6 separate regions of the Mus musculus genome follow, and regions 1, 3, 4, 5 and 6 are each linked to region 2. The links are chromatin contacts, called in public Hi-C and HiChIP or PLAC-seq maps. All regions are on one chromosome and are shown on one strand. Each heading gives the region's core, a stretch centred on a gene start, on an enhancer-like site or on the middle of the called end of the contact. The rest is flanking DNA. Distances are from core to core; before and after follow the strand shown. Region 1 has its middle 41 kb from the start of Gm12022. Region 2 holds the start of 8430419K02Rik (a long non-coding RNA gene). Region 3 has its middle 56 kb from the start of Gm12022. Region 4 has its middle 270 kb from the start of Gm39601. Region 5 has its middle 98 kb from the start of Gm12022. Region 6 has its middle 89 kb from the start of Gm12022.

Region 1 (4,791 bases), core at 573-3,072, 340 kb after region 2:
TTAAGAGGAGAAAATGGTGGGCAAGAGGTCCTTTAAACTTCTCTTGGAGTTTGTGTGTGTGTGTGTGTGTGTGTGTGTGTGTGTGTGTGTGTGTGTGTGTGCTTAAAATCACCGTGAAACTGAAAATCCAGTACAGGAAGGATCACAAATAGTCCAGATGCTTCAGGGATGAACACATGGGTGACAAAGGATCTTGTTCCTATATGAAGAATTTAAAATAACAATGCAATCATAGAAACATGGACTTTAAAATGAGAGTTTTATAGCAGGTCCTGAACATGGATTACATAAACATTTCTATGGTCTTTGGTCTATGTATATTTATGTGAACACCGAATGTTCCAGGTACCATGATAGAGGTAACTGGGAGTCACAGTCTTCCAAGGCCAGTTGTTTAGCCAGGGACTTACTTTTGTGTACCACAATGATAATAGTAAAATGGTCAGGACTAGGAAAAGGTGGGGCACCTGGATACATTTCTACATTGGCATCACATCTGGTAAGTGGATAGTCTCTGTACTGAGATGATGATTCAGGTATCTCAAAGGAGACAGTGTTTAGGATGAGACCTGGGAGACAAAGAAATACAGGCAAGGTGCATGGAAGATAGGACAAAAAGAAGCAAGCAGAGTTCAGTGTTCAACCAGCATTGGGACAAGAAGACCAAAGCTAGACAGGTGATGTATAGTCAATAGATCAACAGAGTAAAAATTGGAAGGTTAGGGTATACAAGTGCTAGGAGATATGGGTATAAAGAAGGGCTTATTCATTAAAAAGGAAACAAAACAATAACAACAATAATAACAATAACCAAAAAACTGAATCCACTCCAGGGAGGATATGGTAGCTTGGAGACAGGAGGACATGATTGACAGATTCCAATCACAGAGGTGAATTTAAACTGTAATATATGTGGACAAAACAGTAATTTTGATTTTCTGGAAGGCATTGTAAAACAAATCAAAAAAGTTGAAGCTAACAGCAAAATTATCTTGAAACTTTGGAATCACTATGACTGTGAACGTGGCTTACTGTGTTTGAATGTGTTCTTTCTTCTCTATGGAACACTCTGTGGTCAGATCCTTAGAAAAATCAATAAAAGATATTTTGAAAAAGAAGTTACTAGAAGTCATAAAAGACTTGAGTTAGAGTAGATATTTTGCAGCTGTTTCTAGCCAGGGCCAGAAAGTGAAAACTAAGCAGCTGACACATGTCCCCTCGTAACTTTTACTGAGCAGACAACTTCCCTTCATCCCCACCACCCTGCCCAGCTTTACAGACCTTTTATTTTAATGTGAAAAGAATTTTTAAAAAGTTTTGAAGTTAATAAAATATACAACTTGACCTGGTTAATTTGAACCAGTTTGCAAACTCCCTTTATATAGAGACAAAAAAAATAAACGTACAGATTAGCAAACTCTTGGCAGAGTCTCTGCATCTCATGTTAGCAAATTCTTTACTTGTTACATTTCCGGCTCCCTGGACATGAGGATGAATTAAGCCTGAAATAGCCAGCCCTGGCTAATTATATTAGTATTGTTTTTTTGCAGCAAGAAAAAGTGTGTCACGGTGTTCAGATATGCTTAAGCCAACATTAGCTCTGACCTTCCAAGTTTTGGATGTTGGCCCCAGGATTTTGGATCCTGAAATAAAGAACCCTTGGCCAAAGACACTCTCTGCCTTTCTGATCATTACAGATTTTGTCATTAATGGAAGTGACAATGCTGCCAGCTAGAAAGAAATTGAAGGGTAGAGGTGGACTGCGCAATGAGGACTGGCAGAGCCTGAACTGGCCGAAGCTTGCTGACTCCTGATTTAATGTGGTTCTGGATCTTAAGAAACTCTGCCCTGGTGATCAAGTGAGAGAAAATGCATTCTGGGAAGAAGGTCAGTCCTAGAGCCGAGGAGCTGTTAGATGTTGCTGTCATCTACTTTCTAATGTTCTCTCAGCGTTGCCCTGTAATTCACCTTTCCCAGAAGGCTTTCCTGCTAAATCCACTCCCCTCATAATGTTATTGTAATTGGAGGGTTCAACACTGCTTTTAACTTGTCTCAACTCTCTACTTACATCTTTCATTCTTCTTTCTAAGAAATGGCTGTATATCTTGGCACTGCGTTCAATGCTAGCCACACAATGCATGCTTAATACTTTGTTGGGGGCATTATGAGAGAGTGTTATGTTCAGGAAAAGAGACCATGTCATGTAGCATCTAGCCACCTTGCAAGCAATATTCTTCTGAATAATCCCCTTTATTACTACCATAAAATATTATACTATTCTTATTGCTTTTGGCAATAAGAGAGAGCTGATAAAATATACCTTTCCTACCAGACCTCATATACTTAACTATTAGGCAAAATCTGAATAGAAAGCTGGCAATATATGAAATGCCTGGTTCTTATAGAGAAAGCCAGGTCACTGGAGTATGAAAGTTTGATTCTGCACTTAAAGTGGTCTAGGAAAACATAAACCTCTGTATGTTAAGTGTGACTGTTCTGTTGGTCCCTCCAGGGTTTTGAAATGGAGCCTTGTCTCAAGGTCTTCACCAAGCCTTTCTTTGAGAAGTGGTCTGAAGCTTACTCTCAAACCCTTAAATGTAAAAATAAACAAGCATTCAGTCAATGAGGTCCCCAATGCCTTGCTGTACCACAACGCATTTAGAGTCATAAATCACAAATCCGACAGGCCTCTGATGATGTATTGTGTGAATACACCGTAATGACAACACTGACGATGTAGTAACGCAATAGACCTCAAAAGCCTATCACTTCAGGAATCACTGTTTACACAGAGTCAAGGGAGGAGTTGATGATGGAAAAATTGAGAGAGGGGGAAGGGAGGGAGGGAGGGAGAGAGAGAGAGAGAGAGGTTGTTCTGGTTGCCAGTCACCATTTTGACAAGCTGTGAACCCCAGACTGAAAGCTTCCACCTCCCAAGCGCTGGTGTCTTCCGTCTCTGAGTGGCCGTGTGATTGTACAACTCCCAGAGATGTAGCTCTCTCAGACACAGCAGGGCATGAGCAGAACCAAGTTGCAGGCTGACCTTCTCAGCTCCAAACTCTTGCTGACAATTCCAAGTTTTGTAGTGAATAAAATAGCTAATTATACCCAAATCTTCAAATTCAACCAACAGCAGGTCCGAAATGTTTTGTAAAAACTGTGTTTGTACTGAACATACCCTTCTTATTGTCTCTGTGCCCTAAGCAATACAATATAACGAGTGTTTACATATCATTTACATCCTATTAGATATTACAAGGAATCTAGAGATGATTTAAAGCCCATGGGAAGATGTGATATATGCAAATGCAATCTTATACAAGAAACTTGAACATTCATGAAATTTTCCTCAAGAGGTTAAAACCAGTCCTCTTTGGGTGCCCAGGACTAAATGCTTATGCTACATCATGAGACAGGAAGTCCTTTCTAGTCCTAATCATTAAATAAAAAAAAATGTTCCTTCCCTGACATTCTTGTAAGCAGTGGACTCCAGTGACTTGGACAGAGAATCATCTTATTTGTTCTGTGTATATGTGTTGCTATAATGGCTGTCTTCCAGCATTTACAATATCTGGCTATCTGACCAAGCTAAATGCCAATCACATATTAACCTTTAACAATAACAACAATAACACCCACAACAAAAACCAATTCAGTTTGTCTATCTCTCATTTCAGGAGAGCATTTATGGAGGAGTGACACCGAGGAAAATTGTCATCATTAAGCATTTAGATTGTGCCCTGCCCAGAAAATAATGAATTATATGTCAGCTCTATATCTTCTTAATGGAAACAATAGGAAATTTTAAATGTCCTTTGTAAGGAAGGCTTTGAAAAATCCTATCTGTAGAATCTTCAATTTTCTGTCATTTTTCAGCCAACCTATGACTTTAATGGTTCACACTTAACTTATCTTAGTTAAGCTCATAAGATGTTCCTAAGAAAAAGAAACAAACAAGGAAAAACTAAAAGAAGTCAAAAGATCTTTTACAGTATCATTTAGAATCGCAATGAAACTAATGAGGAGAGAAAAATATAGTGTAATTGATGTGTGTTTGGTTTGTATGTAGGCTAAGACAGGATTCGTGTCATTGAAAAATCAAACTAGGAATTTAAATTAGAGTATAAATGGCTGGGCATTTCACAGGAATTTAATAATATAGATTTAAGGATACACAGTTTACTTTTAAAATTGAGCGACACATTATTTTACCGAAATTAGTAAATTCCTAAAATTAGCAGAACAGTGTATCTTCTTCATACTACTCTAGATTTGATATTTTCCTAAGAAGGACAAGAACACAGACAGAGTAAGGGAAGCTTACATGCTTGTGGATATTATGGAGTCACTGTCTGTTGGCATTTTCTAACTCTAGACTGTTAAAAGTTTTGAGTGCCTAATTTTCTCTACATGTCTCTTTCTATGGCCTTATATATGATTTTCTTTTCTCTGTAGATTTGCTGTGCAGATGTAGGCAAGGACTGCCTACAACTTCCATGCTACCTCTATATTGCCAATGTGTGTGGTGTATTTCTGTTGATGATATAGGTATTTGTGAAATAATATATTACTGGTGCCTAACCTGCTGATCATCCTTCTCTTCATAGTTGAAACTTGCAGGCTCTTGAAAACATTCATTCAGTACAAATTAGTAAAAGATTACTTTGAAGAGACAAACCAATTTTTATGACTGGATTGTATATTTAAACACATTCTCAGATAATTTTTATTCAGCCAGTGCTTGCTGGTAAGTGTGGCTCCTGGAACAGGAGGAGTGCTATTCCTGCCCAC
Region 2 (4,502 bases), core at 1,380-3,879:
TTTAACAATAACTACTGGATTAAGATGACTTAACGAATTGGTAATACCAACAAAATTAAGGGTTAAAGTCACTAAGCTAGCTGTAGCCTCAGACTTCATTCAGTATTAGTCGCCTACATGATCAGTAAAATCCTGCTGTGACAGAGCTGAAGCCCACAGTCAGCCTTTTGCCAGGGATGTTATCTAGGGCCAGCAGTACATGTTTATTAAGAAATTAACTATATAAAATTGAAGAGACCAGACTTCAAAATCTAATTTTTATAAATATGCTCTATGTTCTCATTGGATAAAACTGGTTATTAACCAATTTTCCAGAACAGCTGTACAGAATTTCTGCATGGCAGCCAGCTAAATGGTTCAAAATAACATGTTTAAGCTGCAATAGCTTATAATTTCACTTAAATAAAATCGCTGCTCTAAAAAGTGCTTCATAAAGCTAAGGGAAATATCCAAATATTTTAATGAAGGCAAATTAATTTTTTAAGAAAACAGCCTTTTGGTTGCTTTGGGAACAAAGGATGAGTCAGAAGCCTTAAACTCTAGCCTGACATTCAGACCCTTGTCACCTTATAAACTGCCCACAGCAATCCTGTTTTCTATTTGGAAAGAGAAACCAGCTGTGGGTTGGCTCTACTCAGTAATGGTAATGGTGAGTCACTGCCTCACCTGCAGGAGCAGAGGTGTGCACTCTCACCTTTTGTTTATGGGGCCTTGTTTCTGACACGTGGGTGTGCAGAAGAGAGAGGGGGTGGGGGAGGGAGGGAGAAGAGAGAGAGAGAGAGAGAGAGAGAGAGAGAGAGAGAGAGAGAGAGAGAGAGAGAGAGAGAGAGAGAGAGAGAGAGAGAGAGAGAGAGAGAGAGAGAGAACGTGAGAGAGGTTGCAGCCTGGTCTCAGAGCTGTTGCCCACCTCGCCCTGCTCGCCCCCCCAAAGATGGGACTGTTTAACTTTCCTATTTTGGCCCCGAGACAATTCTACGACTGCATAAGAGTCCATATTAGTGAAATCATTTTCTTTGATGGGTGGTTAGTTGCAGTTAACAACCATTTATTTACTTTTAAAAATAATAATAAACTTTATAAACTAACCGTCCTTTTACTTCTGCCTCCCCAGTACAAGCCCGGTGAGTCAGCCTTTATTATCCTGGAGGCTCTAGCCTAGTTGGGGTAGGAGGGGGCGGGGTGGGGAGAAAGCCGGGGAGGGGGGAGGAGGGGGAAAGGAGAGGGTGGTGAAAAGAACAGGGGGAGAGGCTGGGGGTGGAGGGGAAGAGTGAGCGCAAGCAAAGGGGGGCTGGGGAATGTGGAGATTAAAAAGAATCATGATCATTAATGTCTAGGAATTAGAAAAAAATAAAGCAAGCTTTTGTGCCATGGTTTCCCCCCTCGGAGTGAGGATTGTGCGAGCCTTGCTCCTCAGGTCTCTCTGTTCCTGCCCCTGACACCCTCCCGTTTAATTCTGTTTTAGCTTTTCCTCTTGTAAATTTCAGAGCCAGCTTTGAGGTTATTGACGACACTTATCGGAAGGAGGAAAATAATAGAGGTGTGGAGAGTGGTTTTGATGTTTCTTAAAGGACAAAAACAAAACGCCCTCCCCTAAACAGGGCACACAATTATACAGGCTTCTTTTTTGGGGGTGGGGGTGGGGGGGTGGGGGGAGTCCGCTGGCTGAATGAGACTAGTATGACTAAGTTTCTTTTACAAAAAATTTAAAAATGTTACCCGATCATATTTAATCAAATGTAATTATAACACATTCAAAATGAATAATATGCCTTGGAAGTATTTTTATTGTTATTGTTCATTGCACGATGTTCGACTGCTTTAGAAGCACAGGAAAGAAGCAAACGCGCTACAAATGGGGAATTACCCTCGTTTAGCATTAAAATTCATTTAGATAAAATTGCCACAAACATTTAAATGGGAAGATTAGTTCCCCCTCACGCCTTATTGCACTCGCTCAATGGTTCCGTTAAGAACATTTTACACGTTGGAAATTCCGTCTTCTCAGACGGCTTGCTGTTTCCTAGTTACACACATTCAAAGCAAAGGCTGCAGCCACGGCAGCCGCAGCAGCGGCAGCAGGGGGAAAAAGTTTGGCAACTGGTCTGCAATTCATCCGCTGCGCCCCTAGTTTCCCTCCACCCTCCCCAGTTCCCCCCCATTAACAGCCCCCCCCCCCGACTTATGTGTTCGAAGAGCCCGGCCTCGAGGAGCCAAGGTTGGTTGTACAGTATTGACAATATTAAACTACAAAGAAATGGAAAGAAGCCGGTGGGTCCCTCTCTGCGTCTCCCGCTTTTGTACGAGGCTGAGGGTTGAGTGCAAATGTGCCGAGTCGCCCGCACCCCGACCCCAGGGCCGCCGGGCGCGCCGCCGTGGCCCGAGACGTCTCCAGGAAATTCGCCACTGCTCTCGCTAGCGCGGTGGTGGAAACGTGTTAAAGGCTCAGCTTGCAAAGTCCTGGCACCGTCCAGTCCCTCCTGGCCCTCTTCTCGCCCCACCCCTCCCCCCGCCGCTCCCCCCCCCCCCCAGCCCCTCACCCCTGTCCTTTCTTTTGAGCCGCAGGAAAAGAGGAAAGTCGTCTTCTACTGCCACCTTTTGGGGATTTGGAAAAACGACGCAGTAGGAGACCGGAGGGAGGCGGAGCGCGGCAGTGTGTTTTGAGGGGGCGGGGGGGAGGGGGGGGGAAGAAACCCCCTTATGATCATGCGTCGGAACTGGCGCCCTTAATCTGATGCTTAAATATTTGATGTGGAAAAATTACCCATAAAATTAGTTACTAACAATTTCAAATTGAAATCACTTATCGAATTATAAGCGCATTAAAGCTGTATGGATGGTATTAGGAGTTCCTTTGGAGGCTGTCTCCTCTCGGGGAACCCGGCCCACGAGTTTTACCGCGGGGAGAGGCGTGCTAGGTGGAGCCCTGGGGAGACCAAACGACAAGGACAGCAGTTGGGGTGCCGGGTCCTAGCGGGCCTAGAGAAGATGGATCTGGGTATGGGGATCGCATTCCGGGCAGAAGCGCATACTGAGTAACTCCAGGGACAAAGTCCGAACGTTGTGAAAGGGGAAAACTGCTCTTTTACGCTGGAATTCCGAGCCTTCAGTGATGCTTTCAGCTCCCCCTGTGTAGGCGGGAGGGGGGTGTTGGGGGTGGGCTGAGAGGAGTTTTGAGATGTCTCTAATGAGACCGCCGCGGCCGGCTCACCCAGCTCCAGCCGCGTCTCAGACTCCCTTTAGTTTCCCTCTGCACGACATCGGGGCTGGGGCTGGGGCTGGAGCTGGTACGTGGGCGGGTGGGTCTCAGTTGTGATCCCACACTACTCCGAGGTACTCGGGGTCTGCAGAAGAGTCCTATGCTTGCCCCCATCCCCACCTCCGCCATCTGAAAGTCAAAGTTAAGAAGAATTAACTGTCTCGGTAGCCTGGGTGTCCATGAGTTAGCGCAAAAGCATATTCAAAGACTTCTTCGGCTCACTCTGGGCTCCGTCAATTGGAACCCCTCAGAGTGGTTTGTAGTTGCCAGAATGCTTTCACAGGACTTTTCCAGACGGAGCCCCGGCTTCCGAATCCCAGGGCGCTCATGGGAGCATGTCGGTGAGAGCTTGGGCCCTGGAGGCTGCCTTGAACAGTCAGGCTGGGCAAGAGGGTGAGCTTCCAGAGTGTATAGCACTCCGGTAGAATGGAGAAGAATAGTGTCACAGTGTGTTGGGCAGAAGCTCCTTCAAGTTTCCTTAAAAGTCCTAGAAACTTCCCCCACTTTGGATCCCACAGGCCCTCGGCCCTTGGGAAGGCAGTTAAAGCAGAAATTGGTGATATAGGTTCTCAACGGGTGTTTGGACCGTAAGCAGGGAGGTGTGGGTTTGTGTGTGGGGCGCCCAGTTTGAGTCATCATTTTTCCTGGTCTCTTCTGTGCTACCCAGCACCCCCTGGCCCTTTGGCAAACCATACCATCAAGGGTAGACGCAGCATTAGAGGCTAAGAGCTCTCTGGTTGGGGGAAAAGATCTGGGCGGGAGAGTTGGGGGTCTTCCTGGGAGACTGAAGCCAAGAAATAATGGGAAGGGTAGGGTTCTCTTTCACATCGAACCAGCCTCCCGCCGCCCCCCCAAAAAGTTTAAAACATTCTCTTCCAAGGCGGAACTGAAAGAAAACACAAACAATATATTGGGCAATCCGCTAGACGTTTGCGTTGTAGAGTCTTTGCCCTAAAAATGATACCCTAGGGTTTTAATAGGGAGATGGGAGGCACTTTTAGGGGCTTGGTTTAGCTGGTGAAGAAGTAACTCCTGTGCTGCTCACGCGCTCAGTCCACCTCAGGGAATTCCGACTCTGAAACTCTGGATTTAGTTTTAATCCAGTCTTCCTTTGATCAACTGTATAATTCCTAGCCCTGACCACCTCTACCCCACACTGTGTTCATTAGGACCAGTGACTTTATTCTCTGGGAGGAAAACTACTCCCAGGTCCTAGCCCATTAGGAAAGCAGAGAGTAGAGTCACC
Region 3 (4,640 bases), core at 241-2,740, 440 kb after region 2:
ATTCACAAGGTCCCCTGAGTCCTCCGATCTAACTCCTGTTAAGATTTCAAATATTTGTTTTTATCCACCCTCAGACTGCTTTATGTGAACTTCCTTGCTGTCTGATCAAGCTTGTATTTATTTGGAAAATCTGAAAGGTCTAACTCAGTGTCTGCCATATAAATTATAATACAACCTCAAAATTGAACCCAATGTTAATGACACTTTTAACCCAAAACACTGAGAAGTGTTTTCTCCGAGTCTACTGATGTACTGGTGCCTCATCGATTTGGCCATCATTGGGAGATAGGACATTTAGAAGAGAAGCTTTGGCTGAGGCAGTCAATGCCACTTATGAAGAGGTTTGTGTTCCTGTCAGGACTTTCTGCAGAGCCACCACAGTACAAAGCATGGAATTAGGAAGTCTGTGTTCTAATCCTGAGCCTTCCTCTGGATGTGGGGCCATAAAAAACATTCATTTTAGCTTTTACTTTTCTCACTTACAATTTATTCCAAGCTCCTGAAGGTCTGCATCTGTCTCCTCAAACAATGTCACTTTACTTTCAATCAATTGGTCTGGCTCCCTGCTGCTGTCCTTTCTACTGTTTCTGAGGGCTGGCAAAGACCATTGTTTCCTTGAACCTCATCATGAGTCTATTCTGCCTGTGAGCAGACTTGGCATGATGGTGAAGTTCTTAGTTACAGACTTGAGACCTTTGAACATTTGTTTCCCTTTTTCAAAATCTGCATCTGTAACACTGGGATTGGGAGCTGGGTTGCACAGTGTGGTCCCAGAAATAAATACCCTTCTCTACACAGGGTTGAGGATTCCTTTTTAAATTTCTCATCGTGGTCAGAGTTCTTCAGATTGAGTTCCGCAGAATCTAAAACCCCCATTCAAGAGAGCAAAGTGCATTTGCTCAAGCAATAATAACTATCTTCCTCCTCTTCAAGTGGTCTCATTGTTTGTGTTCTAATTGGTTAAATTTGCTTCTTGTTTTTGATTATTTCAATCAACTCTATTATAAGTACTGCTATTATAGGCACTTCAATCCAAGGAGCTGAGATGCAAAGGAGATCAGAATTTTCCACAGGTACACTGTGCTAGAACAGAACTGGATTTGAACTCTGGCACTGTGGCTCAAAAATTGAGACTTTCAATCACTGTGCCATAGTATGTATTAAACTTATTATCTCCTGAGTGATAACAGCTTTAGGAGTATATGAAGCAATAGTCTATAATAGAAAACTATAAACTAACACAGAAACAGACCACAAAATACCCAGATTCCATCCCAGAAACTGTCTTCCCATTTCAGCACGTTGGTGAATGCCAGTCTTTAGTGGCACTGGGAATTTGGGTGAAGCTATCTGTGAACGAGGCCAGTCTCACTGGGGCCAAGTTCTGAAGCTCAAGGTATGACCAAAAAGCTGTCATTGGGAGTGCTTAAGTGGAACACTCTCTCCCAGAATCTACGCCATCACTCTTCCCTCACTTGAGAGGCCCCCAGCTGGCTGAGTTGCAGCCTCAATAGCCAAGGCAATCTCCAGCCCTTGCTGTAAATCTAGTACTGGAGCTGCCAACAGACGGTGTTGGAAAAAGTCTGCTCTCTTTCCTGCCAACCAAATGGCCCCATAGCATAAGCTTCCAAGTTTTCTCAGTCTCATAAAATTTGGCAGAATGAGACAGTAAGGCCATGAAATTTGCATTTATCTTGTGCACCTGACACTTCCCATCATGATGATCGAGTGCTTTTCTCATGCCGTAGCACTCTTGGCCAAGGGAGGACAGGAAAGCAGGGTAGAGGTTGGTTGGGGGGCAGGCTAATCAAAGCCAGGAAGAAGAGTAAATCTGTAGCCATGAAGGATGGAAAACAAGGTATGGGAGGAATGGAAGGCTAGGGGCTGAGGAAACACTGACACTTAAGATAAAAGAGCTTGTCGAAGCCCCTTGGCCACTGGAGCTATCAGTCTGATCCCTCTCAGAGGCTCTGTGTTGACCTCTAGAGAGTCACATACAGTATCTTCTCAGCTGCTTGAAGAAAGCCTATTTTCTTTCTTATAGCCTGTCATTGTATATACATTCAGGGTGAGGGTAAAAAAAATTGACTACAAAGTCTACAAGTTGTTGCAATTAAACAATTCTTGTATGTTGTGTTATGATTTCAACTGATGGAGAAAATGAGAATGAAAATTTTTTTTCAGTAATTTACCATATCTGTTTCTTGGTTCATCTTGCTTCATGTTTTTATATGAAGTAAAAAATCAAATCCAAAAAGGGAGCAAGAGGTCCTTTAAGCCTAGCATCTTAAAGGGTTTGGCTCTAGAGTAGAGCACCAGGCTTCTCCTCTAGGTTAACTGTTTGCAGCTGGTAAAAGCTCTGAGTATTTGTTTTAAGTCTCTGTTTCCACTCTGATAAAATAGTTTTATTTGAAGTCTTTACAGATTTATATTGAAATTCAACAAGATAATAAATGCTACATGGGAAATAAGCATTACACTGATATGAGATAGTAACCTAATTCCTTGACTTTGGAGAAATGAAGGCAATTATAACTGACCTACAGCTATGCCATGAAAATAAGAATTTAATACATCTATATTTACTAATTTTCATACAATTTTCTAAGACATGTTCTAACAGGCTTTTGTTTGAAATTATACTAATTCATGAGCACTTTAAGACCTGGGCTAGTAACCACAATCTCTTCTCAGCCTGGGCTAATAGCTATAATTTCTCATTGGGAAAGCCTGGGATAATAGCATGATCTCTTCCCAATTTTCCCAGAATGACATGTTCCTAATTGTTATTTCTTAGTTGTAGAATAAAATATATATTCATTATCATATTAATTTATGCTCTATATTTTATTTACTAAATTACTTTGTATTCTAATGTATGTTGTTTAATTTAACATTACTATATAAATTTAATAAACATATGAAAATACATGTAAGAAATATCTATACACATATATGCTTACATACATGTAAAACCTATATTTCTTGTATAAACTGCCTTTGAGTTCATGTTTCTTTGTTTGGTGCAAATAGGCTTGTCCTGTGTCCCCTCAACATTTTGACTGTAGAATAAGGACTACTGTGCAAAATGTGGAGGCCTGAAACCTGAGGATTGTCCTTAGTCATATATTTCAATACCAATTATGTTTTATTGGCACATCATTTCATGGTATAAACTAGATACTTCCTGACTCTTGAGGAAATGGCTGGCTTATGTTATTCATCTCTACAGTCTTCATGACAGATTTTTTTATCTATTCTCCTGTGAGTGATGTCAACTTCACTTTATATACTTGAAAATAAATGTAGACTTTCATAAACAACCAGGAAACAAAAGGCAACTAGGTCCTTAACACTTAGGTCACCAAATGATGTACTTTCCACTTTTGCCTCATGTCACAAACTATCTGGAGCTTTGTTTCTTTATTTGAATTGACTGAACTTGCTGATAGCTGGTCATTTTTAACTGTATATAGATATTCCTGGAAGAAATGGCGGCTTTGAAATTAGCCTTGGTCTGACATGAATTAGCATCCACTGAGTATTTGGTAGAAAAGAAAACAACTGACTGACCGATGCAGTGAATGAATGGCTGAACATTCATATTTACTATTCTAATTATAGCTTTCTTAACTAATGTTGTGATAGTGTTCCTTAGTTATGCTAATAACATCTGAGGGCACAACATGGACAGCATCTAATTCTTCAGAATTTTTGCATATTGCCCTGACACCTTTTCCTGTTTATCATGTAAAGCAGATGATGCTAGTAGTTGTTCATGCCTGGGATTGTCAGACATGTAGTAAACTTCAGGCCCATACTGAAGAAATTTAGACCAGATCTCCTCAGGAACATTAATGTCCTAAAAGCCTGCCTCACATGTGGTCTCTAAGAAGGGATCAAAGCATTTGGTGCCTTCATAGTATCAGTTGTAGCTTCAATGTGCAATGTGTCCCACAGGTTCCTGTGTTTGAACACCACAGGTCCCTAGTTGGTGGTGCTGTGTAAAAGGATGATAGAGCCTTTCTAACAGAGGACATGGCTGAAAGAGGTGGATTGAGCAGAATTAAACAGGGGAAAGCCTTGAAGGTCTGGTTCTGGGCTGTCCTCTGCTTCACCATGATATAGTAAGTAGTGTTACCAGCTTACACCACAACCACAGACTAAGCTGCGGTCGTTCCAGCATTCATACCTTACCTACCATATTGTACTCATAGTTCCTTTATCTGGAAAGAAAATGTAGATGAGTAATAAATAAGATTGAATACCAAGAGATAAATAGAAACAATAATGCATGAGCTATCCATGTGTCAACAAGCATTTTAACTTTTACAAAAAGACTCAATAGGAGACTTGAACAAAGAAGAAAATGTGAGCTACTCATGGACAGGAGAACTCAGCATCATAAAGATAGTATATTTTCTCTGCTAACGTCTAAACCCAGTGTTTCCTCGATAAAACTGAAACCAGTTTTTAAAACTTGATGATATTGCATTACAGGTCATCTGAGAGAGAATGAACAGGAAGAAATTAAAACTGTTAAGAAAGAAAGGCCCAAGAGCAAAATAGCCTCCTTATGCTGCCAGACACAAACTAACATCAAGACCTCACCACCAAATAGTGTTGTGCTTAAGTGTAGG
Region 4 (4,137 bases), core at 1,103-3,602, 470 kb before region 2:
GACCTATCAGATGGGGGGGGGGGGGAGTAAGTCACAAAAGAATCTGATGGAAGATTTGGTAAGAAACTAGAAAGGAGTTCATTAAAGAAGGAGATTAACCAGAGAACAGAAGGATAATAAAGAAGACAGCAAGTGGGAAGCCAGGGATGGAAGCAGGATAATGGAAGTTGAGCGCGATTGACAGGTAAGCACTAGCAGAGGGTGGAGACAAAAACATCTCCATCACTGACCCAGGAGGCCTGTGGTACCTTGCCAGAGAGGTTGTAGCGATGGAGATGTGTATGAGTGCCAAGACAACCATGCTTCCCTTCCCTGAAGAGGGCTTTAAACTCACACACACACACACACACACACACACAAATATATATATATATATATATATATATATATATATATATATATATATACTTTTTTCTTTCTTTTTTTTTTTTAAAGTCAGGATCTCACTATGCAGCCCTGGCAGGTTTGATACTTACTATGTAGACTAGGCTGGCTTTGAACTCACAGAGACTCTCTCTGCACTACCATGACCAATACAAATAGTTCCAAATAGTGTAACAATGATTACATTTCTCTTGTACTCTAGATTGGCATAGACCCTTTGGCACAGGCAGCCTTTGAGTTGATTGGAGACATTTGATAATGTCGAGTGTTTTCCTTCCTGGGTTTCTAGTTTCCAACAGAAGATTGAGCTGACTTCCCTGAGGTTTTGGTTTTCCTTCTGTCTGTATCCAAAGACAGCAGCAACACTTCCACCAGCAGCATGACCGAAAGAGAGTGTCTGCAGTACTCTGAGCTGGTCCTGGGTCTCTGTACTGCTTCCTTCTCTCTGAGAGAGCAAGCTGAACACAGCAACACTGGTGCATCCATCATTTTGAACAAAGAAAGATCAATTTATTTAAGCAATTACCCTGCTTTGCATATAACTGGTTGATCTCAGCTATTCTTCCCCCAAGATTTGTGAGTGTGTGTGTGTGTGTGTGTGTGTGTGTGTGTGTGTGTGTGTGTGAAAAAGAAAGGGGAGGGGCTTATGAAACATGGCCAAATCAGCTTCTGGGACAAGGTATAGCACTCAAAACAGAGAATTGTGAGGATTTTTTTTGGCTTGTGACTGTTCTTTCCCTCTGTTTGCAACACTCTCTTACTTTGTTAGAGCCGCTGAAGGAAAGGAAAGGGTACTGGTGGGGCGCGATCCTACTTGTACAAATATACACCAGGCCTGACACTTGCCCTCTTCCACAAAGTCCATAAAAACCAGGTCTTATAAAACCCTCTGAACTAGTTCCTATTCCTCCCCAGAGATGCTGAAAAGAAAGGGTCACATCTACAGGTTGGGACGAGGACAAGGATGCAGGGATATGAACAATGGCATCTTCTTGCTATGCAATAGCTGGAGGGAAAGAGTGGAGGGGCTAAGTGACAGCAGGATCTGGCACCACTGACCTTAAGAAATACAGCATTTGAACCAACAAAAGGAGAACACAATGGACTTCCATCTGGGGGTCACTGGGCCCTCCATGCTGACCTAAGGAAAGGTTGACCTCAGCAGCCTAAATGGCAACATTCTGAACGCATGGAGTCTGTTTGTGAAGTCCTTGAATTTTTGGGCTAAGGTTGGTGTGCTTGGCAAGGCTAGGCTTTCCCTTCCCTGCCTTTGTCCTAAGAGTGTCTTGCTATTCCTGGTTTCTATGCCCACTGCTCGGTGCCTGGCATGTGTGTGAATGTTTTTAATTGGATTCTCTAAAATGCATTTCTGACACTGATTTGGTTACATTATATCCTATTCTGTTATCAAACAAATTTGCTGTCAAACAAAAGATCAATGTTATTGTAATGTCCTACTTGATGGATTAAATAGGGTATTATTCAACTCTTATTAAACAATCAAGAGAAACACACTGGGACCGGCTTTCATTCACAGCTGCTAACACGGAGCCGATCTGATCCGTGATTAGGAGACGGAAGGAGCAGTTATTTTCAGATTAATTAAACAAACAAGTAGGATTTAGGGACCAAGATTTTTTAAAGCCAGAATGATTCTTTGAAACATGTTTGGAGAAGGACATAATTTACTTTAATTACACGAGTGAACACTTAAGAATATAAAATCTTTCAGTGACGCATTCTGGATTAATTGCACAGAGCTATCGCCGCACCATAAACAAAGCCCTTCCAGGGATCAACCTTTCAGGGAAGCTTTTTTCCCCCCTGTGAGTAAATGTCCATTTAGAGAGCTTTTCTAAATTTAGAAGCAATGCTCATCAATCATTTATAATAAGCACCAAATAACTGCACTTGCTTGCCAGAGATGCAGCCCCTCCCCTGGCGCAGAGTGGTCCCCGTAGAATATGATGCTGCTAGACCGGCACCTACTCCATTACCAAGGTCTAACCTCTCTGTTTCTTTGACTTTACTCTTCAGATGCCCAGAGAAAGCAAATATTAAGTCAGGGGAAATCTCCCTTTTATCTTAGCTGGGCTGGCTCTATATTATCTGTAGCCTTTCCTTCTATGCACACCCCCATCGCAAGCCTTTCCATCTAGTCGGCCACATTCCGGCTCCTTCTGTCTGATGCTGCTTCCGCTAATGGCTGGAGAAAGGGAACATTACACCATTTAACGTGTGTGGGTCACATTAATCACAGAAAATTCTTTTAATGTCTCAGAAGTAACTGTCAAGCTGGACATACTGAATCTATTTAAACTAAAGCCTGCCATTTTTTATCTACAGTGATCTTTAATTCCCATAAAAGGGTCAAGAAAATGTGATTAAGTGACAGTTTTAAAATGTACTATAATATTAAATAGCTTGATTAAGTGACAACTATAAAATGTAATACAATATTAAGTATCTGGCTATGTCCCAAAAGAACTTTAAAGTATTTTTGAACGGTTTGGGAATTCACTAACCCATAATGGGTTACTAAAGAATTTTTTGTGGGGGGTGGGAGATGGACATAAAAGCAGCCAAACTTAAAACAAACTCAAAACAAGACAGAGCAAGAAAACAAACAAAGACAAACTAAAACTCTCCCAGCACTCCCAAGTGATACAGAGTCCAGGTCTCACAGTTGCCTTCTGTAACATGGTTTTTGTTTCTGAACCTGGTGCAGTGCTTGACTGAAGGTATAATGTCTGTAACGCAGAGAATAGAATCAAAGGAGTCCTGGAAGGGAGGCGGCAGACTGGGCGTGGTCTCTCAGGAGTTGACCATCACCTAGCAGGTGCCTGGCTTGCCCTTTGTGTTGTACCTCAGCTTCTTTGGGGGACACTGTGAATGAAATACCAGCATGGTGGGGGATCGAGGGCTTCAGCTAACCAGTTTTCTTCAGGAGAGTAAACCATGGAAACACTACATCAGAGGGAGCCTCTGTGAATGTAAAGATTTGGATGCAGTAGTCTGGAGGCCTGACTGGAAGGGCTGTGAAAGGAAGGCGATATGACTGTGTAAAGCTATGAACACATAGTCTAAGTGCTCAGGTCAATGGCTCAAAACCTCGAGGTTATTGAGCAGGCCATAGAGTGACTCTTTCTTTCCTTCATTTGGTTCTTCCATAGCCTAGGTTCCCTTAGAAAATTAAAGTGAAGCGTTTCCTGCTATTACCCTATTTGGAGATGTGATCTTATGGAGTGAGAGGGAAGAAAGGGAGGGAAAATCAGGGAAAGCAAGAGGCTGTTATGGAGAGATCCTTATATCATAGGCTGCCATTGAATCTGAATGCAGGCTTGCCTTTCCAAGAATGTCCTCAGGAAGTCAAGTCCTGTGTAAGTGGACCAGAAAGGAGACTGTATGTATGTATATATATGTATATATGTATGTGTATATATTATATATGTATATGTATGTATACATATATATAAAGTCATGTAAATTATTATATGTACATATACATATTGATATACAAATACATGTACAAATGATCATGTACACATATATGTATGTATATATGTATGTAGATTTTGTGTATATATACATATATACATATATATATTCATATTTATAATCATTTCCTTGCATGGTTTTTCCCTGGACAATGCACAGAAAACACCTGTTTGACCCTGTTTAACCCAGGATGGCAGACCAAAGAGACAACTGCATATAGGTCCAACTTGATGTGTCAATGTATTGACTGGGGTT
Region 5 (4,622 bases), core at 223-2,722, 480 kb after region 2:
CGTTGATCAAATGAATCCCAGGAGTCTAGCTTAACATTATGCCAAAAAGAAAAAAAAAAAAGAAAGAAAGAAAAAAGAAAGCCTACACTAACCTAGAAAACACTAACACACCATACTACTCGGCTTTTTAAAGAATTCCGTTTTCCAACCTTGTTTAGCTAACCTTAATGCTTAATACTGTTTAAAAAGCAGCCCGATTTTACTAATTGTCTTAATCTGATATTTGGGAAGCATTATTTTCCAACAGTGACAGAGGGCAGTGGCAACAAATATCAGAATGGCTGGCCCTCCTTTTTAGAATCTACTAAAACCTAAGTGTTAGAAGGTATAATTGCTCCCTCCAGTAGATGTTCCTCCAAACCCTGCCTAGAGCTTTACTCTACAGTATGAAGAGAAGGCATATGCTGGTATGGGGGCAGGCCACTCAGATGTTTTCTTCCTTGAAAATCCCTTTCCTAGAGTAACTTCGCATCTAACGACTAAATGTAAACCACACTGCTCATCTCTAAACTCCATACTTAACATTCAAAGCAAGCCAAGCCTGCCTTCTAAATTACTCCCCAAATTTCCTCTTGATAATGGATGGCCTAATAGAGACTACCTGGTAATTTTTTTTTCATGAAATCTTTTGTGGGCCTTCCCATTGTTCTTTTGAACTACTTAGGAAGGGAGAGACAGGCTTTCATAATCTGAAGGCAGCACTCCATAACAAGGTGATATAATTTAACACTCACCTAATACATTTTTATCCATCTATTGTTTGCTAAATAATTCCTGCAATAACACTTTTATTCTTTCCATAATTCTTCCAGGCAATACTGGAGGAATAATATTTTTACTGTGATGATTGATGTCAGTTCCTGGTGCTATGTAATGGCCATGAATAGAGGTTATTGATAAGCATCAGGAAACCTGGGAGATGTGAAGGGGCAAGGAGAACATTCCGAGGCTCTTGTTGCATGAGCCTCGGGATCAGGGATCAGAGGGTTAACGCTGTTTTATGAGGCTGTAAAAGTCTACCCCAAGATTCTTGTGTTAGCAATATTCTTTGTGTAAGATGCATGTTATTAAAACAAGTAGCAGCATCTGAATTAAAGTGACAGGATGATGGATGACTACTGAAGAGGAATGGAAGCCGTTTCCAGCATTTTGGTCTAGATGTGGGAATTCTGCCTCAGAGGCAAGGAGCTTGGCAGACACATTGATTCCAAGCTGACGCATGCTCATAAATATGCCCCAGAGAGGTGTGGCCTAGCGGAATTTACAAAATTATGTTCATGAATTATTTAACATTTATTTATGGATGCTATATTTAAACAGTATTTGCCAAGGCGAATGGACCATAGCTTACAGAGTGATCTTTAGATAATGCAAATCTTCATAAGGCAGAGGTGGTGGGTGGCTTGCCCAGGGAAGCTAAGACCATCAAAATGATATTACAGAAGGTGAGTCTGCTGTTAAAATAGCTTTCCCTAGGAGAATCTGAATGCTCTCTCATGTAACACGGGAACAGAGAAGAGGAAAGGTCATGGGGGTTCCCCTCTTTAGGAATTCAGTTGATTTAAAAGACATGACTGTGTAACCACTGGTTCAAGTTTTAGCATAATACAGAGTTTTACTATTTACAGCTGCCTTTTAGACATGGGATGTAATTCTACTAGTTTCAGGATCAGGCAGCCAGGGAAAGATTTAGAAGTTACAAGAACATAGATGCTTCCCCAAATCACATAAAGGGCTGCAATGAAACACCCTAAGTTCAAGTTACAGTTCACAAGTGTGTTAAGTTCATTTTGCATCATGTGACTTGGCAAGATGGCTTTGTGGTGACACATCCTACTTGTTCTCACACATGTCACATGTTATCCTGGCATTGAAAGGGACTTTGTGGCTTGCTTTGGCTGCCTAAGTGTGAGCAGAAGTGACATGTTTAACTTCTAAAGTCGACTCATCCACGTTTTCTCGTGTGTCACTTGTCTTGTTATAGTTTGGTTCCAGGATCGTAAGACCTCCAAGAGCTGATCCTTGTGACTGTTTAGAGAGGAGCACCTTCCTTAGCCTGAGTGAAATGATGATAGCTAGGCAGTTAATACCAGCTTGAAAGACAAGGTGGGGTGAATCTTCTTCATGGACTCTGAGCCTCACCTCCCTTTCCCTAGAAATCAAAGTTCCTCCTTAAGATTTAAATTGACTGGACTAGACGGGACAGTTCAGAAGTTAAGAAGAGTCACTGTTCTTTCAGAAAACCTGAGTTGAAATACCATTACCCATGTAAGTAACTCCATGTAACTCTATAATCACCAGGTACCCCATCTCCAGCGTGTTCTCCTTCCTCTAGTACCTGTATTCACCCTAATGGAAACATGCATACACATAAACAAAAATAATAAGGCATAGATCTAAAAATTATTTGCATTACCATATAAAAGATAGATGTGCACGGGCTTTTTAATGGTGTCTAAATTCCCATTGCCTGCCTTCTCAGACACTAGATTTAAAGGACAAATCTATCTTTATTTTCTCTCTCATTCAGACTCCTGACAAGAATCTACAGCTTGCCTGCCCAATTACTTTTCTGTAAAATTTTAGTAAAAATTTCCCAAGCTTCCTTGTGGACCTATTTTATTTTCTTTTGTCGTTTCCTGCTTCCCCTCCTCCTCCTCCTCCTCCTCCTCCTTCTTCTTCTTCTTCTTCTTCTTCTTCTTTTCTCTCTCTCTCTCTCTCTCTCTCTCTCTCTCTCTCTCTCTCTCTCTCTCCATTTCTTTTTAGTTACTGACACTACTATGTAAATACTTATACAGTATACTTCATTTCTTCCTTGGTATTTTTCTTAAGACAGGGTCTCACTAGGTAGTTCTGGCTGTCCTAGTTGGCCTTGAATTCACAGAGATCTGCCTGACTCAGCCCCTGTGGTTTTGGGTTTAAAAGTGCACACCATTTCATCTAGCTCCATTTTAAGTCGTTTTTCATAAACAAAGCGAAAAACCCAAAAGGAGACCCTAAGTTCCCCCAGTAACATGCAATGACCAATGTGGGGTTTGCCAAATTTCCTCTGCATTGTATCCATTCACCTTTCTGTGATGAGTTCGGGTGACTGAAGCAGAACGTAGACCACACACTACTCATGCCAAAACGACTAAACATAAAGAAGAGGTCAGCTTCACTAAGGTATACTTGGTAACATAGTCAATTTAAATTTGACACAAGCTTTTGGATAAATCATATTTTCCAAAGAATGATTTACATTCTTTGAAACAGTGCAGTAGGCAATGACATATTTTCCAAAATAGTTCCTATTGCATTTCTTTTGATTCTTCATGTCCAGCCCTTTCCATGAAGGATGAGGAAAAAATGCAGTCTGGTAGTGAGGAAGTTGGTTTTGGTTTTTTTGTTTGTTTGTTTGTTTGATTGTTTGTTTGTTTGATTTGGGGGAGGGTTCTCCTTGAAGAGATGGTCCTAAGGATTTTTGTCTTTCTGATAATTTGAACCCACACTCTACCTAGCAAGAACAGACCCAGGCTTCTTCTCACACCAGTCTTTTCATCGGGACATGAGCATTCTCATTCTTTAAAAAAAGCCATTGCAAGTGTAATAATATACAAATGAATGGTATTAGAGTGTTCCATGTGACGCAAACATTAGTAATATCAAGAAAAAATAAAATAAGCCCAATTATATTTGTTCTAGACAATTCTATAACAATCATAAGAAACAAGGTGGTAAAACTGAGTTCTTTTTTTTTTTTCCCAAAGAAAACACCTCGTAGTGTAGCAATTGGCGCCGCATCAGACTGGCAGAATGTCTAGCCTGGCAGTCATGGCAAAGAGAAGTGCAGAACTGTACAGTGAGTGGTGGGTCTCTCTGCACAGAAAAATGGGAGGTGGCAGAGTATGTAGGACTAAGAAAGATAACTGAAGGCAGAACCTTGTGATGAGACATTTTGTAAGTTTTCATCATCCCTGACATGGAACATTCTTCTATAAGCCCAATAAAATGTTGGGTTCACTAAGTTAGGATTTGTGTGGAATTATTCTTTTTTTTTCCATTTTTTATTAGGTATTTAGCTCTTTTACATTTCCAATGCTATACCAAAAGTCCCCCATATCCACCCACCCCCACTCCCCTGCCCACCCACTCCCCCTTTTTGGCCCTGGTGTTCCCCTGTACTGGGGCATATAAAGTTTGCGTTTCCAATGGGCCTCTCTTTCCAGTGATGGCCGACTAGGCCATCTTTTGATATATATGCAGCTAGAGTCAAGAGCTCCGGGGTACTGGTTAGTTCATAATGTTGTTCCACCTATAGGGTTGCAGATCCCTTTAGCTCCTTGGCTACTTTCTCTAGCTCCTCCATTGGGAGCCCTATGATCCATCCATTAGCTGACTGTGAGCATCCACTTCTGTGTTTGCTAGGCCCCGGCATAGTCTCACAAGAGACAGCTACATCTGGGTCCTTTCAATAAAATCTTGCTAGTGTATGCATTGGTGTCAGCGTTTGGATGCTGATTATGGGGTGGATCCCTGGATATGGCAGTCTCTACATGGTCCATCCTTTCATCTCAGCTCCAAACTTTGTCTCTGTAACTCCTTCCATGGGTGTTTTGTTCCCAAATCTAAGGAGGGGCATA
Region 6 (4,518 bases), core at 591-3,090, 290 kb after region 2:
TGGTACCAAGTGATTGACTTGGAGGTGGCTTGCCACAGCTCCAGTCTCTCCCATGTGTCTCCTGCTTTTGTTCTTCCCTGTGAGACACAGTTCTGAGCAGGGATAAAACTCGTCCCCCTAGGCATTTAAAGCAAGCCCTGTAACCCACTGCCACCTCCCGGATGTGCTCCTCCCAGATGTGCTCCTCCCGGATGTGCTCCTCCACCTCCACTTGGCAGCCTTCCTTCCCTGGGGATTTACTAATCTAAAAGAAATCACCAGGCTTTGTCCTTAGCCCTGGTACCAGGTCAGAGAAAAGACTTTCCTCTGCCTACTCCATGGGTCTGCTCCCTGCCACCTTCTTAAGTGCTAAGGTGGAGAGAGAGAGAGAAAGAGAGAGAGAGAGAGAGAGAGAGAGAGAGAGAGAGAGAGAGAGAGAGAGAGAGAGAGAGAGAGAGAGAGATTGAGGAGGGCACAGGTTTGGAGCTTGGATGGGAGCATCAGCAGATATCTTGATGTGTTTCAAATCCATAGATAACTGATACTTCTAGGAGCTAAAGGTTTAGACAGCTCTTACCTTTCATCAGTTAACATTCAACGGGCTATAGTACCAAGCCCACCCAGAAGATCAGTCCTCCATGAAAAGTCTGTGTGAAATTTAAAACAAAACAAATCAACAACAACCAAAAATAACCCAAATGGTATTTTCAGAAAAGGCTAGCAACTAGAAAGTACTATATGGCCCAAAGCCTTGAACCCACTGACCTGCTGTCAATGAGGTTGGATGGCAGGTAAGGCCAATGGAATGATGGCAGACACTGTGACTTGTATAAGCGGATGCAACAGCAGTCTTTCCTAGGTTGAGTTTGGGGTCAACCAGACAAGATGTGGTTTCAGTGAAGCACACGGAGATGCTGGTGAACATGAACAGAACCATGAAGCTTTGGTGAATTTAGATATCAATACTTTGTATCAGTGAACTATTTTGCCTTCCCTTGGCCTTTTGTCAGCTTTGCAAATGTCTTATTCTCCAGAATCATGACTCTGGTTTTACTTGTATTGATCTTTTGCTTTGATAACAGATAATAAAACAGATTCACTGACCAGGAGAGTCTTCCTCCTGGTTCCCCACATGCTGTCTGTCCTTCTTTAAAATGATATATGGTGAAATGGAGTCTGCTCTGAACCAGGGCATAGAGCAGAGTTTCTAGAAAGTGCTCAATAATTTTGGCAAGTCCAGGGTTAAAAGTTCCCACACTAGGTTCTCACATTGGAAACTTACTCAGACTAAGTTCACTTAGATCTGCCATTTCTTTCTACAATTTTGTATATGTGGCAATTTTTTTAACCAGAGGGTGTTTGGACATCTCTTCTCTCCAGGAACATTTGGCGTTGGCTGAGATTATTCTTGCTGCTACATTGAAGGTGGCTGTACACCATTCATCCATTGGGTAGTAGCTTCAGTAGTAGTGGTAGACATCTTACACCAACACAGAGCAGTACTCTCAAAGAACTCATCTAAACCCAAATTTCAAGAGTGCTGATGTAGAAACAAGACTAATTGTTTATATGACTATATATGGTTTTATTATTCTTTAATCCATTTCTAAGCAACTTAGGCTATGAATTATAAATAAACAATAGCAGGAAGACACCTGCCTATGATCTCAGCAACATTTCTTCATTGTATAAACAAACTTGGCACAAGAAATTTCTCACCCAGGCTTTTCTGGAGGGAAAGCAGTTTGATTTAGGGACTCAGATGTGGGGGTCAGAGGAGCTCCCACACTCCTGTGACCTGCCACTAGCCAGCAGAAGCCCCACCATTGTGGGACTGATGGGATCATGACAAGGGTTTGGCCGCCGCTAGACTTGTCTCTTTGCCAAGAGTGAGTGCCATGTGAAATCTGACAGCTGTCTTCCTGTCCCCTCCAGTCTGCTGTGTCACAGGAGCCAGGGAAAGGCAGGGGCACCCACAGCACCAGTTTTGGGGCAGGTGGCCCCATGAGAAGGCCTGTCCCCACTCTTCTCTCCCATTTATAAGTCATGACAGATTTACTCATCTTACTCCAAGCCATTGGAAAGGACTTGAGAGCTGTGTATCCCTTGCTCACCCACCCATTCTGTATATGAATGTGGAGGTCCTGTACTCCTTTATGCTCAGGGGTTCCCCTGAGATTTGTAGACCCTGAGCTGTGAAGAAAATGAACTGGCTTTCTCAAGCTTCTTCTTGCTTGAGAATCCTTGCCAGGGACTTTTTGATGTTAGCTTATTTCTACACTTAAGTATGTTTCCTCTTGCCAGTGTGCTATTTTCTCTTAATGTTTTTCAATTAAGATGTTCTGAGTGTCTCAGACTGGTTTGAGCTCATCTCAGGAATCCCTTAAATAGACAGGTGGTTCCAATCTCCCTTACCCTGATTGCCTTGAAAACTTATTTGTGAATCTTTTTGCTGCTAAAAGATGCTTGTATGCCTTCCAGTGAACATCTGTTTATTTTTGCATTGTGATTTTGTGGCTAGCTGTTGATGCTGCCTGTCATTTCCCAGTGACTACAGAGGATCTCCCTCTTAAAGGTAGATCCATGGCCGTGGAGAAATATAACATGCCGTGGCAACTTTATCTTCTCATGTTCCACCTGGCAGCTGGGCTGATGAAGCAGCAATACCCTGGCTGGAAACTCCAATGGCCTCTGACTCTTGTAACTTAGTTAGCCAACCCCCTTTCCCCAGGCAACAAGGCAGCTCTTGACAAAGCATGGGAGTTGGCGCCACAATGCCCTTGCTGACCTGACCATTAAAATTCAAAGTAGGAAGTCTCCAGTGGAAAAGTTCTGGCTTTAAGATCATGTCTTGTGAACAGATGGATTAAAGCCAAGTGGCTGGCTGCTCCCTCTTGCCAATGCTGGAGAGCTATTCCTATCCCGCATGGCTTCTACTCTCGCTGAATAATCAGGCTCCTTCTGGCCACCTGGAAAATACAGAGTCAAACACCTGTTTAAGTAGAGGTGGTGAGCTCTGGGCCTGCCACCACCAATCCATCTGCAGCCACAGCGCAACATTTACCAGCTGCTTTACTTAGCATGAGGTGGGAGCCTGCTATACTTCGATGAAAGCTTCAACAATACCCTTAAAGCATCGTAACACATGACAATTTCCACATCGGTGGGGACATGCAGGCTCAGAACTGATGCCTGCCAAGGTTTCCAGGGCTGGGGGAAGGCTGCAAGAGCTCAGCCCAGGCCCCACTGAACATGGACTCACTGCTGGTCTCTTAAGAACTGGGCTGAGGCAATCATTCTCTAGGAGCAGAAGGTGGCTGGGCCTAGTTGGCACTCCATTCCAGGAAAATGAATGCATTCTGTCGGAAGCACTGTGGAGACCATCATTTTCCACAGAGCAGTTCTCTCCTTTGTCTGGGGATAGCTCAGCATATAGAGAAAGCCTGAGAGAAAAGAACAGAGTATAAAGTTTGTGCCTTTTATATTGGTTTGTGTACAGCATCTGTGGTGCCCGTTGGGCTAGGAGCTACTAGCTCTTTGCTCCTTTAATTCTTTGATTGTCACCAATGCCAGGCTAATAAAAATAGTCATTAACACAAGCACACTATGGTATAAAGCAACAGCATGCTCCATCCCAATACCCAGGCCTTGTTTCTCAGAAGCAGAATGTGTTTCTGGAGAACCTCGGGTAGTTTGGTAGGAAGACGCTTGAAGAAATTCTAGAGTCTGGTTCTTACAGTTATTTATGAATAATAAAACTTTAAGGAAGAAATTATTGCCATCTTCGGTTTCTGGCCTGGGGATTTTACATCAAGGCAGAATGTTACATTGAATTAAAGTTTTTAATGAGTGTTCAGCATGTGCAATGCTTTCTAATAATTTATATTTCCAAACTTTAACCCTATGAGGAATATATTTTCCTTATAGGTGAAGAACATGATGTGAACAGAGTTGCCTACCCCCAACATCTTTGTAAGTGAGTGCTAGAGGCAGGAGTGAATCCAAGCAGTGGGGGCTTAGAGTCTGCAAACCACTCTGGTTCTATGAATCACTGGGGAACAATTATGTTCATCTACCACCAGACTGTTTAGGAGATAATTCATTTTTAAAGATTGCACAGCATCTTGCTCCTTAAGTATGTTTTTCACACTTGTTTTAGAAACTACTCTTTCAGACAGCTCTTGTCAAATAATTAAAACACTTTCTCCCACAGGTCCTCTGTGGCCTCATAGAGACGAGAGGATTGAGGCCATAACTGGGTTCTTGTCACATCTGGTAATGATCCTACTCCTTAAGAGGCTTTCTGTCCCATTACTTCTCAGACCTTTGTGATCAAAGGTCCTTTGCTGATTTGTGATATGAAGGCAATATAGGCATAGAACGGTATGGAAAGTGTGAGAAGAGGAGAGTGACTTTTCCTGTCTCTTCCTTCCACTCCTTATGAAGTTTCCTATGTTTCTGCTGTGTCACAGTTGTCTGAGCCAACTAAGAAATTGTCCTTATCTTGTTGAATATGACTGGCTCAAGACTCTAGTCAAA

What was found. A called contact is a pair of places that touch in the nucleus more often than the background predicts. HiChIP or PLAC-seq counts read pairs in DNA pulled down with a chosen protein or histone mark.
Region 1: a Hi-C map of uterus shows a contact between it and region 2, with 3 times the contacts expected there. The contact joins the enhancer-like site here to the promoter of 8430419K02Rik in region 2. A contact is called at or near these places in 1 of 39 promoter capture datasets (the 3T3-L1 cell line), 10 of 484 Hi-C or Micro-C datasets (the 3T3-L1 cell line, 3T3-L1-derived adipocytes, embryonic fibroblasts and 1 more) and 2 of 115 datasets of contacts at active chromatin or transcription factors (stem cell-derived neural progenitor cells and vascular smooth muscle cells).
Region 3: a Hi-C map of cerebellum shows a contact between it and region 2, with 1.9 times the contacts expected there. The contact joins the enhancer-like site here to the promoter of 8430419K02Rik in region 2. A contact is called at or near these places in 11 of 484 Hi-C or Micro-C datasets (cerebellar granule neurons, cerebellum, embryonic fibroblasts and 3 more), 3 of 115 datasets of contacts at active chromatin or transcription factors (craniofacial prominence, embryonic hindbrain and neural tube) and 1 of 9 other capture datasets (embryonic stem cells).
Region 4: a contact with region 2 is called in a Hi-C map of uterus, with 6 times the contacts expected there. The contact joins the enhancer-like site here to the promoter of 8430419K02Rik in region 2. A contact is called at or near these places in 1 of 39 promoter capture datasets (liver), 11 of 484 Hi-C or Micro-C datasets (the N1E-115 cell line, embryonic fibroblasts, nephron progenitors and 2 more), 7 of 115 datasets of contacts at active chromatin or transcription factors (craniofacial prominence, differentiating embryonic stem cells, embryonic basal ganglia and 4 more) and 2 of 9 other capture datasets (embryonic stem cells and embryonic tail).
Region 5: a contact with region 2 is called in an H3K4me3 HiChIP or PLAC-seq map of embryonic hindbrain, with 8 times the contacts expected there. The contact joins the enhancer-like site here to the promoter of 8430419K02Rik in region 2. A contact is called at or near these places in 2 of 484 Hi-C or Micro-C datasets (adipose-derived mesenchymal stem cells and uterus), 7 of 115 datasets of contacts at active chromatin or transcription factors (craniofacial prominence, differentiating embryonic stem cells, embryonic hindbrain and 3 more) and 1 of 9 other capture datasets (embryonic stem cells).
Region 6: a Hi-C map of cerebellar granule neurons shows a contact between it and region 2, with 7 times the contacts expected there. The contact joins the enhancer-like site here to the promoter of 8430419K02Rik in region 2. A contact is called at or near these places in 10 of 484 Hi-C or Micro-C datasets (cerebellar granule neurons, cerebellum, embryonic fibroblasts and 1 more) and 2 of 115 datasets of contacts at active chromatin or transcription factors (embryonic hindbrain and stem cell-derived neural progenitor cells).

Annotation. Positions count from the first base shown.
Region 1 is chr11:18,532,077-18,536,867 of GRCm38.p6, reverse strand. No RefSeq gene overlaps it. Among named protein-coding and RNA genes, the nearest start is that of Gm12022, 41 kb to the right of the region's middle. Within about 2 kb of position 1,822, at least 9 of the 459 cell types and tissues checked have an H3K27ac peak or open chromatin away from gene starts, as enhancers often do. A contact at or near this core is called in uterus, where this site is marked.
Region 2 is chr11:18,875,737-18,880,238 of GRCm38.p6, reverse strand. It overlaps 8430419K02Rik (a long non-coding RNA gene), which reads left to right and starts at 2,629. Exons shown (of 4, transcript XR_003949854.1): 1 at 2,629-4,502.
Region 3 is chr11:18,435,326-18,439,965 of GRCm38.p6, reverse strand. No RefSeq gene overlaps it. Among named protein-coding and RNA genes, the nearest start is that of Gm12022, 56 kb to the left of the region's middle. Within about 2 kb of position 1,490, at least 13 of the 459 cell types and tissues checked have an H3K27ac peak or open chromatin away from gene starts, as enhancers often do. A contact at or near this core is called in cerebellum and neural tube, where this site is marked.
Region 4 is chr11:19,349,141-19,353,277 of GRCm38.p6, reverse strand. It overlaps the pseudogene Gm12026. Among named protein-coding and RNA genes, the nearest start is that of Gm39601, 270 kb to the left of the region's middle. Within about 2 kb of position 2,352, at least 16 of the 459 cell types and tissues checked have an H3K27ac peak or open chromatin away from gene starts, as enhancers often do. A contact at or near this core is called in the N1E-115 cell line, embryonic basal ganglia and uterus, where this site is marked.
Region 5 is chr11:18,393,056-18,397,677 of GRCm38.p6, reverse strand. No RefSeq gene overlaps it. Among named protein-coding and RNA genes, the nearest start is that of Gm12022, 98 kb to the left of the region's middle. Within about 2 kb of position 1,472, at least 8 of the 459 cell types and tissues checked have an H3K27ac peak or open chromatin away from gene starts, as enhancers often do.
Region 6 is chr11:18,579,948-18,584,465 of GRCm38.p6, reverse strand. No RefSeq gene overlaps it. Among named protein-coding and RNA genes, the nearest start is that of Gm12022, 89 kb to the right of the region's middle. Within about 2 kb of position 1,840, at least 26 of the 459 cell types and tissues checked have an H3K27ac peak or open chromatin away from gene starts, as enhancers often do. A contact at or near this core is called in cerebellar granule neurons, cerebellum, stem cell-derived neural progenitor cells and 1 more, where this site is marked.